Linked DNA regions of Rattus norvegicus: region 2 is linked to region 1. Evidence: chromatin contacts called from public Hi-C data. All regions are on one chromosome and are shown on one strand. Each heading gives the region's core, a stretch centred on a gene start, on an enhancer-like site or on the middle of the called end of the contact. The rest is flanking DNA. Distances are from core to core; before and after follow the strand shown. Region 1 holds the start of Crbn (cereblon). Region 2 has its middle 66 kb from the start of Crbn.

Region 1 (7,218 bases), core at 3,160-5,659:
TGGAAGTGCGGTAAGCGCCTCTGTCTCATCTCTTACCTGTATGCAAGAACTGCAAAGGTTCTGTCCTTCTGGATTAAATTCCGAACCATACTGACTTCTTGCGGGTGAGAAAGCTGCAGTGGTAACGTCTGCCCAGGAATCAAGATCATCATCACCTCAGGAAGAACTGGAATCACCTGACAGCTGTCGTCGTCGTGCAAAGTCCTGCCGTGAAACTCTTCCATATCAGCTCCCAGGTACTGGTCAACAACAGAGTGGACACACACTTACTACACCTCAACCCACTAAAGAATAAAGCAAAGTAAGGAGACCAGACAGAGCTGTCGTTTATTTGAATAAACTTGGTTACATATGCAGGCCTCCATCAAACTCTAATTTTTTACCTAGTATTTCCTATTAGAACTCCCATTTTTATGAAGAATCTATCACTATGTTGTAGTTCAAAATATTTTAACCAAAACTTCTCTATGTCCAAAGGTGGCAAAGCCAGAGCAGAATTTTAGTACCGAGAATACTGCCCCACATCTCAACAGTTCTGAGATGACATTAAGAACACTTAATACCTCACTTATTAGTAGAACCATTCAAAAGGCAATTCCTCAAAGAGTCCTACCCACAATAGGTTTAAAAATTAAAGTTTTATGTTTACATATTAGAAAATAGTAAGAATCACATGAGGATACAGTATTACATTGCTGCCATGGTTAAAATTACATGCTTATGCACTGGAAACTAAGTCTGTTTTCATCCATGAGTTCTAGGATCAGCTAATATTCAGGAGCCCTTGAGAAAATCCTAGCCATAGTTAAAGGTCCACCTACTGTTTTGCTCACTGACTAAAGTACATACTGTATGTGAGGTTGGCAGACTGGTATCAAAGTTTATGATATTTGGTTTTCTGGCTTCTTTACTGTCCTGGTCTTCAACTTCCATTTCAATTTCATCATCTTCATCTTCACTGTCAGCTGAAGTAGAATAATAGAGGGAAAAAAATGAGATTCATTATAATTAAAAAAAAAAAAAAGCCAACTCTGTTCCCATTCACACACCCTGAGTTGGGGAAAGACAAAGCTGATAGACACAGCAGCAGAGGCTGGGTCGGTGACTGTTCTGCCATGGTACTACTCCCCTGCCCTGCCCTGCCCCACCCTGCCCTTCCCTGTCCTCTCCTGCCTTTCCCCTTCTTTTTTCTTGTTTTTTAATAATCAACTAGTTTAGGACACTTTTAAGATTTACAGGAATGCTGGAAAAATAGAACTCTAGCATGTCAAGACTATCGCACAGTACATTCATCTGGTATTCTTGTCACAACTAAGTTATCAATATTGGCAAATTACTGTTGACTAAATTCCTTATTTTATTTGGATTGCCTTAGATTTTCAGCTATTTATTCTCCATTTCCTATTACCCCTCCAGGACATCACATTATATTTAGGTGCCATGGCTCTTGTGCTGCCTTGGTAGGTGCATGCTGGTTATTCTGTCTTCTTTATCAGGACTTAACACAGCATCCCTCAATAGGGGAAGACTAGATGTTCTTTCTCAGAGTTCTGCTGAGGGACAGCAATGTTTCTTCCCCTTGATTTTTGATCAGAAACAGCCACCAACCTCCTTCACTGTAAAAATCCTCCCCACCCCATCCATGCTACATTATTAGAAAGCAGATTACTAGGTCCAGTCCAACAAGAGATAAACTACGCCAATCTCCTGTATACATGATTTTTATCTTCTCTATCACTATGAATTCTGACACCTTACATAATAAGTTCCAATTGATTAAAGCTTAGCTTCTTCATCTGAAAAAAAAATATGAGGCTTGAACAAAATAATCTCTGAGGTTCTTTCAAACTTTAGCTACAAGGAGTTTCTCTGTGAAAAAGAAAGCAAGAAAGAAATGAGCAGGCAAGAAAGGTCTGTTAATGAAACTGGGGGAAAAATACCATTTAAACTTGGCTCAGGGCGCTGCTTTTCCAGTGACTTCCCTCCTGGCTTGTACTATCATATTTAAAAATGAAATGTTTGCAATTATTTTCATAAAACATTGCTTCGTCATTTTAAACTTAAAAATAAAGTTGGCACAAAGAAAATATATTTTAAAAGAGATGTCTTTAAGAACTGTACTTTTTGTTTGAAATGAAAGCTAAGCTGATCCACTTGAAAACTTGATGCTATGAAGGGCAGAGATGAAAAAAATCAAAACATACCACACGACTTTCTAGAAGTGGTGTTCAAACAAGTTCAAGTTGTTCTCCTGCCAACTGTGGATTCATTTCCCACTCTATGACTTTGTCCCTTGTGGTGTTTGGAACTGTCTGAAGATATCTTTGACTGTCACAACTATAAAAGCCCTGGTAATCCAGACTAGGAGTCATCCAGGCATGCTCTTAAACATGCTGTACTGTTTAAGATACACCTTATAACAAGGGGTTCTTCAGCCTGAAAGGGTGACAGTTTCAAAGTTGGGAAACTATGACCTAATCTAAGATTAAAACCTCCAAAAATTTTTTAAATGCATAAGGTTTCATTATAAATTGGTCAGCTTTCCGATTTATGGAAATTATTATTTATATCAAGTTATCTGTAAGTAGGTTAACAAATACACAAAGATTTCACTTTATTTTTATTATAAATTCCTATATATAGGGCTCTGTCAAAGAAAGAATGTAATTCAAGTTGTATGCATATAGTTTTTATGTATAACATTTCTGAAAACGTTTTTCTTGACATTAGGGAAGTTTATCAAAAGATAAAGACAAAACTAAAATAAGAAAAACATTCTAAATTTAATTTTTTTTCACTCACAACTCTGAGAATATATATTTTACTTGACAATTGGAGAGACACAATCTCTTCTTTACTACAGCAAGTTTAAAATACCTGCTATTAGCTCAAGGTCTAATACACCTGAAATTTCCTATGTTTATTCTTTAAAAGAATTTGTTCTGTATGGTGGCCATTTTATTAACAAGGCTAAAATTCACTTCTCCCACTTGGTTCTGTTTATCTTTGAGCAATTATCTTGTCCAATATAGGCTCTTCACACCTAGAACGTTAAGCACTGGCCCTGCATCCAGAATTTCTCTCCCTCTGTTTACACTACTACCAAGGAACAGACTCAACAGCAGAAGCACAGCTTTCCTGAGGCAACTAACCAAAATCTGAACTATCCCACAAAAAAGTTCCTAACTGAAATGACTACAGATGCCAAGTTTTCAACTACTCAGGACTAACCTAGTCCACAACTGTATCCTAAGTAAGTCTCCATCAGAAGATTTCCAAATTCCAGAATTATCCCTACCCATGAATAATCACAGGAGTTGGAGACATAGCTCAGAGGATTTGGGAGTACCTGGTTCCAATCCAGCAAAGAAATACAAACCCAGAACACCCTAACAGCAGCTGCTTATACCGCTCTAAGTGAATTGCACCTGGGGTTGTAATTCTTCTCAACAGACTTACCCTAACTGTGAACCTCCTCAAAGTAGCACAGTGACGGTTTTCATACAACGGTTAACACACTGCCTGGCTGATAGCCATAACCAAAGGGCTCTGACATAGTCTGTGTTGTCTACAGCATTCTAAGAGCAGTGTGTACCACTAGTTCAAGACCTTTCAGTGAGTCTTCAGTATTGCAACATACGTTGTCAAACACCACAAAAGCATATAAAGCAAGAGAAATCGGTAATACTAATTCCCTTGAGTATATTATTTGCAGACTTGTGAAAAACTACCAAATAAGTGCCCCCACAGAGAGACAATTAAGAGATACCAGCTGTGATGACAGACCAGTCCACTGCGGAGCCCTCGCTCTGCAACTGTGTTGCAGACCTTCCACGTCACTGAATGGTACACATTTAGTAATCCGTCGATAAGTTTCTCCTCTACGAGCAAGGCTCTGGACAGATGACAGGTGTAAAAATAAAAGCAGAAATGCATGCAAAGCATTCACTGCGGGGGCCCATGACCTGCAAGTTCCTACTACACGTTAGCTGTCAGTCTTATTCAAAGGCATAAGAGCAATAAAAGTTAACGGCTGCTAATGTGACCCGGTTCCCAACTTCGCCTAGCCCCAGAATATTTTCACGGACGTTAGCTTGGGAGAAAGATGGAGAGGAATGGGAAACCTGTTCTGGGCAACGAAAGACCGTCGCCCCAACATCCCGGACAGCCCAGGAGACAGGCCGGGAGGAAAGCGCAGGGCTCCGGCGGGGGAGGCTCACGAGAGGCTCCCACTGGCCGCTGAGCCAGGGTAGCTGTCCCCATCCTCCCTGAGGAATCGGCCCCGGGTCTTGGTCTCCACCCATGACTAGGCGCCCGTCCCCGAGGTTACCAGGCAGAAGCGGCAGGTGGTTTCCCATGTTGTGCGCAGCGTCCTGGTGATCTCCCTCGCCGGCCATGTCTGTTTACCCGCAAAGGAACCTGGGAAAGGGCGGTGCCGCGACGCAGGGGGAGGATCTGCGCAACGCTGCCGCCACGCTCCCGGGTCACAGCGCCCCCTGGCGGCTCCAACGAGGCGAGCCGAGAGCGACACAGCCGAGCGATCTGAAGGCATGGAGGATGATCATGTATAAGGAGGAACAAGAGACCCAATGCTATCCATAGCCATTCATGACACTGCCTTACACAGGTTATACAGCTCTCTTCTCTTCCCAGCCACGAAGACGGTTTTACAGGTGAGGAACCCAAGTCTGTTTTTAGTGTCCACTTGTAGCAAATAACACCTCCTTATACATCATCCTGTTGTCTGGAAAAATAGACTGATCCAGAGGCCATAGCTGGCTTTTTAAAACAATTTCAGTAGCCCTCGTATATAGCCTCAAATTAACATGTATCAATATGAAGCCGACTGACAAGAACAGAAAAAGGCTCATAATCACCTGGAAAATAAAACTGTCAGTATATAAACTAGCCCAGTCATAATGGCTTCACTAAGAGAAAAATGGATCAATGTAGCGTAAAACAATTACAATATGCTAGAAGAAAGAAAATTGTTCTAGCACTGGAATCGTGGGTGAATTTTTTTTTTAATTTCAAGAGTGTATACAATGTATTTCCAACATGTTTACATTGAAGAAAGAAAATTTGAAAAAAAAAAGGAATGATGAAAGATATCTAAAGAAGGAAGTAATTTCAGTAGGCAGGGGAAGGAGAAAACAGTAAACGAATAAAGTTTTAAGACAGTTTACCACAAGAAGAATTGCTGCATTAAAAAAGTCACAATCTGAAAACATTTTGGAATGGTAGCTCAATATGATAGGCTCTCCCTCGGTGACCTACATATATTCAGGACAGCTTAGGACAGCTTAAAAGTAGGTAAAGACTTGTTTATTAGGAGACAGCTCTAAGGTGAGTTCACTGATCTCACAGGTAGAGGTCAGTGAAGTCAAACATCCATGCTAAAGCAATGTGATTTTATAGAACATGATGATGAGCTGTCAGCTAGGAGCTGGGATTGTGCCCATACCTGGTGAAAAACTGAGCCCCTGGTCGGGTACACATGGGTGGATTCCAGGAGACGCTGATGTGTTAACCAGAGTTTTCACTCTGTGGTTGGTGGTATGGGAAGGAGGATAGGCAGGGTTTCCCAGCTTGTGCAGGGGATGAGCAGGGGTTCTAGACTAACACAATCAATTCCATATCACTCAGCCTTCTGTCGCTGAGTCATTCTGGCCTTGTCTAAGCCAATTTTATATCCTCAAGTTAAACGGCTGTTGTAATGAGTAACTGGTGTTAAGGTATTATTCTAGTTAGAGAGAGGACGAGTCAGTTCTATACCACCATAGAGCACTGGGCATAGATGGCAGCTAGTAAAGAAAGAACAAAAAGTTCAACCAAGTGATAAAAGAAAGTGCATAGCTCTACACATATATTATGTATTTTTGTTGTTGCTGGATCAATTTAGGTACAGTTTAAATACAATTTAAATAAATTGTTTAGCTGCAGAATTTTCTATATACAGCAAGCATCTGATTTCTATTTTGTATGTCTGTCTGTGCATGTGTTGTTCACATCTTTTCGTTCACAGGGGAGCAAGTGTGTCAGTGAGTGTGGAGGCCAAAATATCAACCTAGACTTTTATTACTTAGGAGTAGTCCACCTTGTTTATTGTGGCCATGTCTTTCACTGGCCTGGGAGTACACAATTAGGCCAGGATGGCTCCCCAGTGAACCCCAGGGATCCACTGTCTCTGCCTCTGTTGCGTTGGATGGTGTTACAAGTGAAGTTTACCACCACGACTGGATTAGAAAGTGTATTTTAATATAGATTCTTGAGATTAACCTCAGGTCCTCATGCTTGCATAGCAAACACTTTACCACCTGAGCCACTTCCCTAACCCTAAGTAGTTAGTTTCTAAATAAGGAAGCTCTTACTTTGCTAGGCTTCTCTCAAAAGTGCTCTTCGATTAACTGTCTGGGAGAGAAAGAACCATTTGAATCCTAGAAAAGTGCTCTCACTTGATGACTCTTGCTCTCTCTCTCTCTCTCTCTCTCTCTCTCTCTCTCTCTCTCACTCTCCCCTCCCTCCCTCCCTCTCCCTTTCTCTAGCTTGCTCTCTCCCTTCTTCCTCCCCTCTCCCCTCTTCCTTCACTCTCTCTCCCTTCTCCCCTCTCTTGTTTTTAGCTCCAGTGTCATCAGAGCTCTCATATGTTTGTCTTCCTCAGTTGTCTTTTATCTCTCTTCCTTTCAAATTCACTACTCAGTTCTTTTCATTCTTCAGTTCATCCTTCTAACATGAACTCCTTTATCTATAGCTTCACCTTTCAGTAAGGATCACAAGAAATTACTGGAAAAAAGTACACAAGCAAGCATGCTTCTTGTATTAAAGCCCTACATACTAGAAGTAAATAAGAACCATGATCATATACTGGTGTGCACATGGATGTGCACATGTGTGCGTGAGTGAGTGTATATGTACATGTACATGTGAGTCTGCGTGTGTGTGTGTGTGTGTGTGTGTGTGTGTGTGTGTGTGTGTGTAGTAAGTCAGGTAGGAAGACATCTTTTCTTTAGTGTACTCTGTCAAATGCTGGGTCTGACAGCTATTGCCCTGAGATGTGTACTTCCATTTCTCGTGCAGTAAATCCCAGTTACAGGTGGATAAAAGATCTTGTCTGCTCTACACAGGTCTAGAGGGGAGAAAAGAGGGAAACCTGTTCTGTAAGCAGAAATATAATCAGAGGCAGGGTATCTTTCATAGTCTCCTCAGTGTCAACGATTT
Region 2 (7,218 bases), core at 1,354-3,853, 65 kb after region 1:
AAATCCCTACTGCCTGCATTTAGCTTTATTATATTTGTGTACAGAACATACTTGGATATAAAACATCTTTGGTCTTTGCATCATATTAGTAGTGTATGTGGCAGTGTTCTCTGGAAATACTTAGGAAATACTGACCCAGAATCCTAAATGCTAGAAAGGTGATCAGAATTCCTCCCAGTTATATGGCAATATCTCATTTTTTGAGTGTCATGGCATTTTCCAAATTCTCTTTTTTTTTCTTTTTTTCGGAGCTGGGGACTGAACCCAGGGCCTTGCGCTTGCTAGGCAAGCGCTCTACCACTGAGCTAAATCCCCAATCCCACTGAGCTAAATCCCCAACCCCCCAAATTCTCTTAATTGCAACAAATTCATATTCATCCATTATAAATTCAATGTTTGCAAGGATCCAGGATAGGCATGAACAGGTAAGAATAGTTTCAGTTCTAATCTTAGAAAAGAATATTTAATCATCCTAACATGTAAATATAGTATTGATCTTGGAAACCCTCAGAAAAATACATAAGCATGCCTTCTGCCTTTGCAGTTGCTACACTCTGCAAAGATCCCTACTTCCTGTGCTATGTTCCCAATGTTCTCTGCCCTCTCCTTCCAGCCTGGTCAATAGAAAAGAAAGATGGTATTAATACTTCAAAATGAATGTAGCAAGATGAATGAAGTTTAACCTGTCAGCAAAAAGGAAGAAGATGGAAAGTGTGCTTGGTGGTGAAATCAAGGGGTCTTTAGGGTTCCATCTATTCCAGATTTGATCTCATTGAGAGGATTCTATGGAATATTGATCTTGGGAGCCTTCAGCCTTTCAGAACCTTTACAATGTCTACTCATAACCATCTACATTACTGAAGACTGTTTCATGCAGGTGAGAAAAGTATAGAGGGATCTCAAGTGGCCAATGTAATCATCCCTGCTAATGCTGTCATTGTTAATGAAGAACCCTTAGGTCTTAGGGAAGTGATGCCAGTTACTCAGGAGTACAATACCCATCTATTCGGATAGGGGAATGGGTGAGCTGATGAGTCTGTAAGTTGATTAGTGCACAATATCATCACGGAAAGACAAAAGGTTATTACCCAACTACATATAATGGTTTTCTTCAAGACTGAAATATTCCATTGTGTAGGAAGTTCCTTAAACAGAAAGGTACACTTCTTAAAATAGCTTTGGGAAGTTCCTGAAAATGATCAGATTTTCTAGACCCCTCCCAGCCTGATTAAACAATAAAAGTCAAGAGTCCCTCTTACAGGAAAGAAGGGGAGGGCCCACGAAGACTCAGACAAGCTGAACTGCAAGGATGACTCTGAGACCAGACCAACTTCCTGGAAGAAGTAGAAAACACCTGAACCCCCACATGAGTTTCAGGCCAATGTGGCTCCTCAAAAATACATATTGAGTTGCCTGCAGGCTCTATAGTGTGTTCCAGGTTTCTGGTTTTGAGAGTTGTCACCCATGCCAAGGTGGGCTTTGGTGAGTCAGTTATGTTTGAGTCATTTGTTCCTCCATTCCCCTGTAAGTAACCCCAACAAAATGTATGATTCACAAAGTTGGACTTCGGTGGTGTTTGTACTTTGGTCAGTCTTCAGTATTCTATCTGGGGTGAGTATATGTGTGTGTTCTGTGCCTTCAGGAAAGGTCTTGACACATACTACCAACAGAATGACTCAAAGATTACTCACAGAATAAGAAGTTAAAGACAAAAAGGATTTGACTCAGAAAAGAGAGCCTTGAATATGAAATTTAGGAAGACCCAAGAACTTAGATATGACTACACTGTTCTCTCCTATAAACTGAAGAAACATCCTTAAGACTTAGGAAGTAAACAAATTTCACAAGTCTCAGAAATCTTCTGAAACATACAAGAATTATGAAGCTCCTCTCTGAGGTTATATAAGGATTAACAACTGCTGAAGGGAGAAACCTCTGACCAGCTGACTTGCCTGCATATTGCTCAAGGGCTGTTGCTTTCATGAGTTGTCACTTTTGCCAGGGTGGCACATCTGCCTTTGAGTCACCCATAATCCTTACCTAACTCTACTCAACTAGTTTTTTACTAAATTAGACAGTAAATATGGTCATTTCTTTAGTCAGTCATTAGTGCCTCATCTGGAATGAACAAACATTGGTTCACATCTCCCAGTTGGAGGGGGAGAGGTATTGCAAATGAAATTTGTGACAAATGAAAACCACGAGAAATAAAATATAGTGAAAGGACAGAGTAAAAGAGAATGGTCATGAGAAATGGTATGGATTTGCTAAGCCTTAAAGTGCATGTATCCTGAGAATCTTTTTTCTTTTTTTTGTGATTTTATTTTTTATTTTTTTTCAGCTATTTTTTTATTAACTTGAGTATTTCTTATATACATTTTGAGTGTTATTCCCTTTCCCAGTTGGGGGGAGGGCGGCAAGGGGGGGAGGATGGGGAGGGGAACACCCATAAAGAGAATCTTATAAGACAGCAGAGAAAGACCTTACCACGGTTGTGGTTACCAAACTGCTTATTCTCTGACTAGTTCTACCCACAATGAACAGTACTTTCTTCTGGGAAGTACCCATCATTTGGTTCAATGCTTTGCTGATGCCACCTTAAAATTCTAATCATTTTTATAATGGGAGCGTGTGTGTCCACATGGTGCTTTTATTTACATTTTATGCTGACCCTGCACATAGGTTTCTGTTATCATGCTATACAATCTCACAACTTGTAGGTGGAAGCTGAGTCATGATGGAGAGATGGTGCAACTGCTCAGTTAATGACGATCCAGGGAATGATGATAGGGGCAAGATTTTGACCGCATTGTTACAAGCTTAATATCGTCCATCAGACCTCAAAAGGATCTGACAGCATCCCACTTTCAGCTATGCACTTCTTTGTTCAGACTAGTGCTGGGTGAAGGAGGAGAATTCAGTGCTAGCTACCAGTTCTAATGAGTTCTAATGAAACCTCGTCAGTGTTTCTAGCTGAAACTGACAGAGGACGGCAATCTTTGGATGGATGCAAGAGCAGAGGCATGAGTTTCTAAGGATCAATAGAAATAGAAAAGTTAAGGGCTGAGGACACAGGCCTGGGTTCTGGCCTCTGCATTGCAGAGCAAAAGAAGAAAAGAAACCAAAGGAATGGAGGTTACAATACTTTTAACTCAGGTATCAACTTTGCAAGAGAGGAGTAATTTCTAGGTGCTCCCCTTAGCCTTAGATGATTTCAAGCCTGGTCTGAGGATTAGGCTCAGGAGCTATTGGAAGCATGACTCATGGGATAGAGTGAAATATCCTCGCTGAGGGACTGACATTTCTCTATTCCTAAACTCAAGGCAACACAAACAAATTGCCAGCTGCCTCTAAGGCTGCTTCCTTCATGGGAAGTAATACTACTGACAACTTACACTGTCTGTCGTGACAGGTTCCAAGATATAGCATAGAATCTAAAACACCACATAGAAAGTCCCAATGGCATGATAAAATTAGGTAATACCTAGTGTCTAGGAGAATTCAAACCAGCTTTTTTTCCTTTTCTTATTAATTTAGTTATCCATGCAGTTTACATCCCAATCAACGCCCCCTTCTCCAGATTCCCCCTTACACAGACTCTTCCCCCAACCCCCATCTCTTTTCCTTTGAGGAGATCCCCTCCAGGTATTGCCCCATCCTGTCACATCAAGTCACTGCCTAACTAGGTGCATCCTCTCCCATTGATGCTGGACAAGGCAGCTCAGTTAGGGAAAAAGAAACCACTGGCAGACAAGACAGGCAAGACAGGCAGATTCAGGGACAGCCTCTGCTCCATTGTTGGGGGACGCTCATGAAGACCAAGCTGCATATTTGTTCTCTCTCTCTCTCTCTCTCTCTCTCTCTCTCTCTCTCTCTCTCTCTCTCTGTGTGTGTGTGTGTGTGTGTGTGTGTGTGTTGTGTTTGCCCAGAAATCTCCTGCTTACATTACTTAGACAGCTCCTTTTTTGAGAGGGTGATCTTACAGCTCTGTAGAGTTCTTCTACACCAATAAGAGAATGTCAGATAAATTACAGACCATAGCATTTGATTTATTTATCCAATTTGAGATAGGGTCTCACTATGTTGCCCCAAATGGCCTCCCTGTGTAGATCAGGTGGGCCTCAAACTTACAGAGATCCCCCTGCTGCTGCATCCCTAGAACAGGGATTAAAATCATTTAGTCCTTTAGAAAGGTATTTGGAATCTCAGTGCAGGGATTCTATTTTTAGTAGCCTTTCCCTGCTGTACAACAGCAATAAATGAGGGCTTAGTGGAACTTGCCTAACAATGCAGGAAGCCCGCCTCAAAAACATGGTGGTGCAGGCCTACAATTCTAGCACTTGGTTGATGCAAGCTAGATGATTAGAAGTTCCAGCTCCTTTGTGGCTCTATGGAGAGTTTGAGGAGTGACCCTGTCTCACAAAATATCATAATCAACAACAAAACCCAAAGCATACTTTGTGACCTCCCGGAAGTATTGACCTGCATGTTTAGTGTTTTATAGCTTCAAGGAATATTCTACGACATATTTTGAAAGGATCCCTAGCAAGACATATCATTTCAGCAAAGAGGAAGTAAAGCTTGATTTTTTTTTTATACTGACACAGTTGAGATGGGCCTGCATGTTGCAGTCTACTCCTGTGGTGGCATCCATGAGGGACTACACAAAGCCCCCTGAGTAGGATCCCCAGAAGGATAATAAACTGTGACACAGTGGCTGGCAGATTCCAAGTCTGGCAGCTAACTGTTTGGAACATTCTTATCTATGTAACACAGATTCCTCTGTAGGTGGCACTCCACCCACAAAATGTCCTTTTCTGCTCATGCTCTTTTCTTTGCGATTCTCAAGAATTCTTTGAGATTGAGGAACACACAGGGCTCAGAAACTTACTTCTTTTGTCTATGTACTCGTGAACACACCTTTTATATCTTTCTAAAGGCTGTGAGGATAGATAAAGCTCTAATATTGTTTGACACATAAATTCTCATTAACATTTCTGCAATGTCGGGGGAAGGGTCTTACTACTCCTTTGCACAGCCATAAGCTCACCATAGCACTACAATACACTGCATTTTTCCTTTTGCACTGGCTCCTAAGAAGCTCAGAAATTGCTATGTGCTCTGACTTAGTACATTTCTTGAACCTCAATTTTCCATGTCATTCTTTAAAAGAGAACTCATTATCCATCTGAATTCTTTCTTATTTAATCATTCTATCTGATCTGTGTTTAGCATATGCAGCTAAAAATCACCATATATATGTGCATATATATGTATACAAATATAATATAATATATATGTATATATTGAGAAACAAAGATGTATATAGGAGTTGGAGGGAGGAAAGGGAAGAGAGAAAATTACATAATTATATTTTAATTTTAGAAAAAATTAAAAAGAATATTCACAAAGGGAATTTGATTCATTGTTATGGTGACTTACAGAAGCAGGGAATAAACATGGTTCTTAAGTACACAGATGAGTAAATAATGAATAAATACATAAATAAATAAATGCTATGGGGATGGAGATAATGCTGATTTTACATGTCAATGGCAAATGCTGAATTCAGAGTGAAATGGGTCTTGTTGCTATGGAACATCATGGAATATTCACTGCCTCTGTGGAAGTGGAAGGCAGGTGACCCTAATTCTCAACCCTGATCTTCCTGACATCTTAGTGACCCTGAGGGAGTCTTTTAGAAATTGTTCCTGTGGATCTTCTTATCTTGTAAAACAAGTCAAAAGTCCTATGAACACAGGATGTTTGTCACTTGGACAGGCCTTGGCCAGTCTGTCAGTGCCATCCATAGGGACAGCATACTTAGAAACAGGAGGGGTCTTTGTGCTGCCAGATAAATGACTTGGTGTGAGAATGACAGGAAAGGCCTTTTCTGTAAAAAAGTCAATACAGCTTGGCTTCCTGCCACGGACAAACATATCTGCTTTTGTTCTCCAGCGGTATAGACGTGAAAAGGTCTCCAGAAACTGTGTGAATGGCCGCTTCATCAACAGGCACTGAAGCCAAACATAATGGTTAAATATTCACAATCGATAAAACAAATCTGTAAACTTGATCTAGCTGGGAACAGAACAAGCTCCCAGGAAAGCACCATGGAGCAGAGCAGAAAGGATGCCAAACGTAAACTCGGGTCTTTCCTCTTTCCTCTACCCAGGTGCATATTCCCACAAAGACTAGAATTTCTTTCTTCTAATGACTTAAAAGTGATGAATTCATAATCCTGTGTCTCTCTTGGAAACGGAATGACCATGACTAATTACCCTCAATATTTAAAAAAAAAAAATCACTGTTTCCCTATGAACACGCACTTCTTTCTCCCCTATCTCCCAGCACAGAGCTCCATTTTAAACCTAGAAGATGTAATTAAATTAGAATCCACTGTGGAAAAGCAGCGACTGATAATAATTGCTTTTCAGAGTCCGTGGTAATTGGTGCTCCAAGGATTTTATTTCAAAGCATCAGAGTCGATTTACGAGTCCTGTTTTATCTGGACTCGACTTACTTTGATGAAGACATTGTATCTTCATGTGTCTAGGTTTCCTTAAATTTAACTAAACTGTTTTTTAATGATTATGCTAATCATTACAGTTTGGTGCTGCTGTTTTATAGTCATAGGAGATAAAAATTAGAATTCCCCCTCTGCCTATTAGTTAAAGTTGTAACCACAAAATGTATACTATCCTTCGCTCGTTAGCCATGTGGTAAGCCCTTGAAAATGGCTCTTCCTTGTGCCCAAGGAGTTTAATATTCAAAGTTAAGGGATGACTTGGGAGTGTTTTAATGAGCAATCCAGTAAACAGAAACAGGACATTTGGTCAAGTTACCTCTGTCGACTAGAATCTCTACTCTTGTCATCTGGGTCAATGAAAAGAGACTATTGTTTTTCAACTACCAGCTTAGACATCACTTCTTTTAGGAAGTCTTTCTTGATTGCCACTAAAGGACCTAATACTTTAGATGCATTCATTAACTGGAGCTAATACTTCCTTCTCCTCCCAGTGGCCACCCAGTGGTACTGGAGATGGCAGTATGAGTCCGTGTTTCTGAAATTTCAAAGGATTTTGTTGCCATGGTTAAGAATCGTCCTATATCTGGGGAAAGGGCTCAGTGGGCCTAGTGCTTCATGCACAAGTGTGCAGATTTGAGTTGTCAGAACCCATGTAACGCCAGATGCAGCACCACATGGCTGGAACCCTG

What was found. Hi-C and Micro-C count contacts between places; a contact is called where the count stands out from the background.
Region 2: a Hi-C map of the Rat2 cell line shows a contact between it and region 1, with 2.2 times the contacts expected there. The contact joins the enhancer-like site here to the promoter of Crbn in region 1.

What each region holds. Positions count from the first base shown.
Region 1 is chr4:141,271,629-141,278,846 of GRCr8, forward strand. It overlaps Crbn (cereblon), which reads right to left and starts at 4,410. Exons shown (of 11, transcript NM_001015003.2): 1 at 4,331-4,410; 2 at 850-965; 3 at 37-239. The coding sequence starts at 4,397.
Region 2 is chr4:141,338,833-141,346,050 of GRCr8, forward strand. No RefSeq gene overlaps it. Among named protein-coding and RNA genes, the nearest start is that of Crbn, 66 kb to the left of the region's middle. Within about 2 kb of position 2,604, at least 3 of the 93 cell types and tissues checked have an H3K27ac peak or open chromatin away from gene starts, as enhancers often do.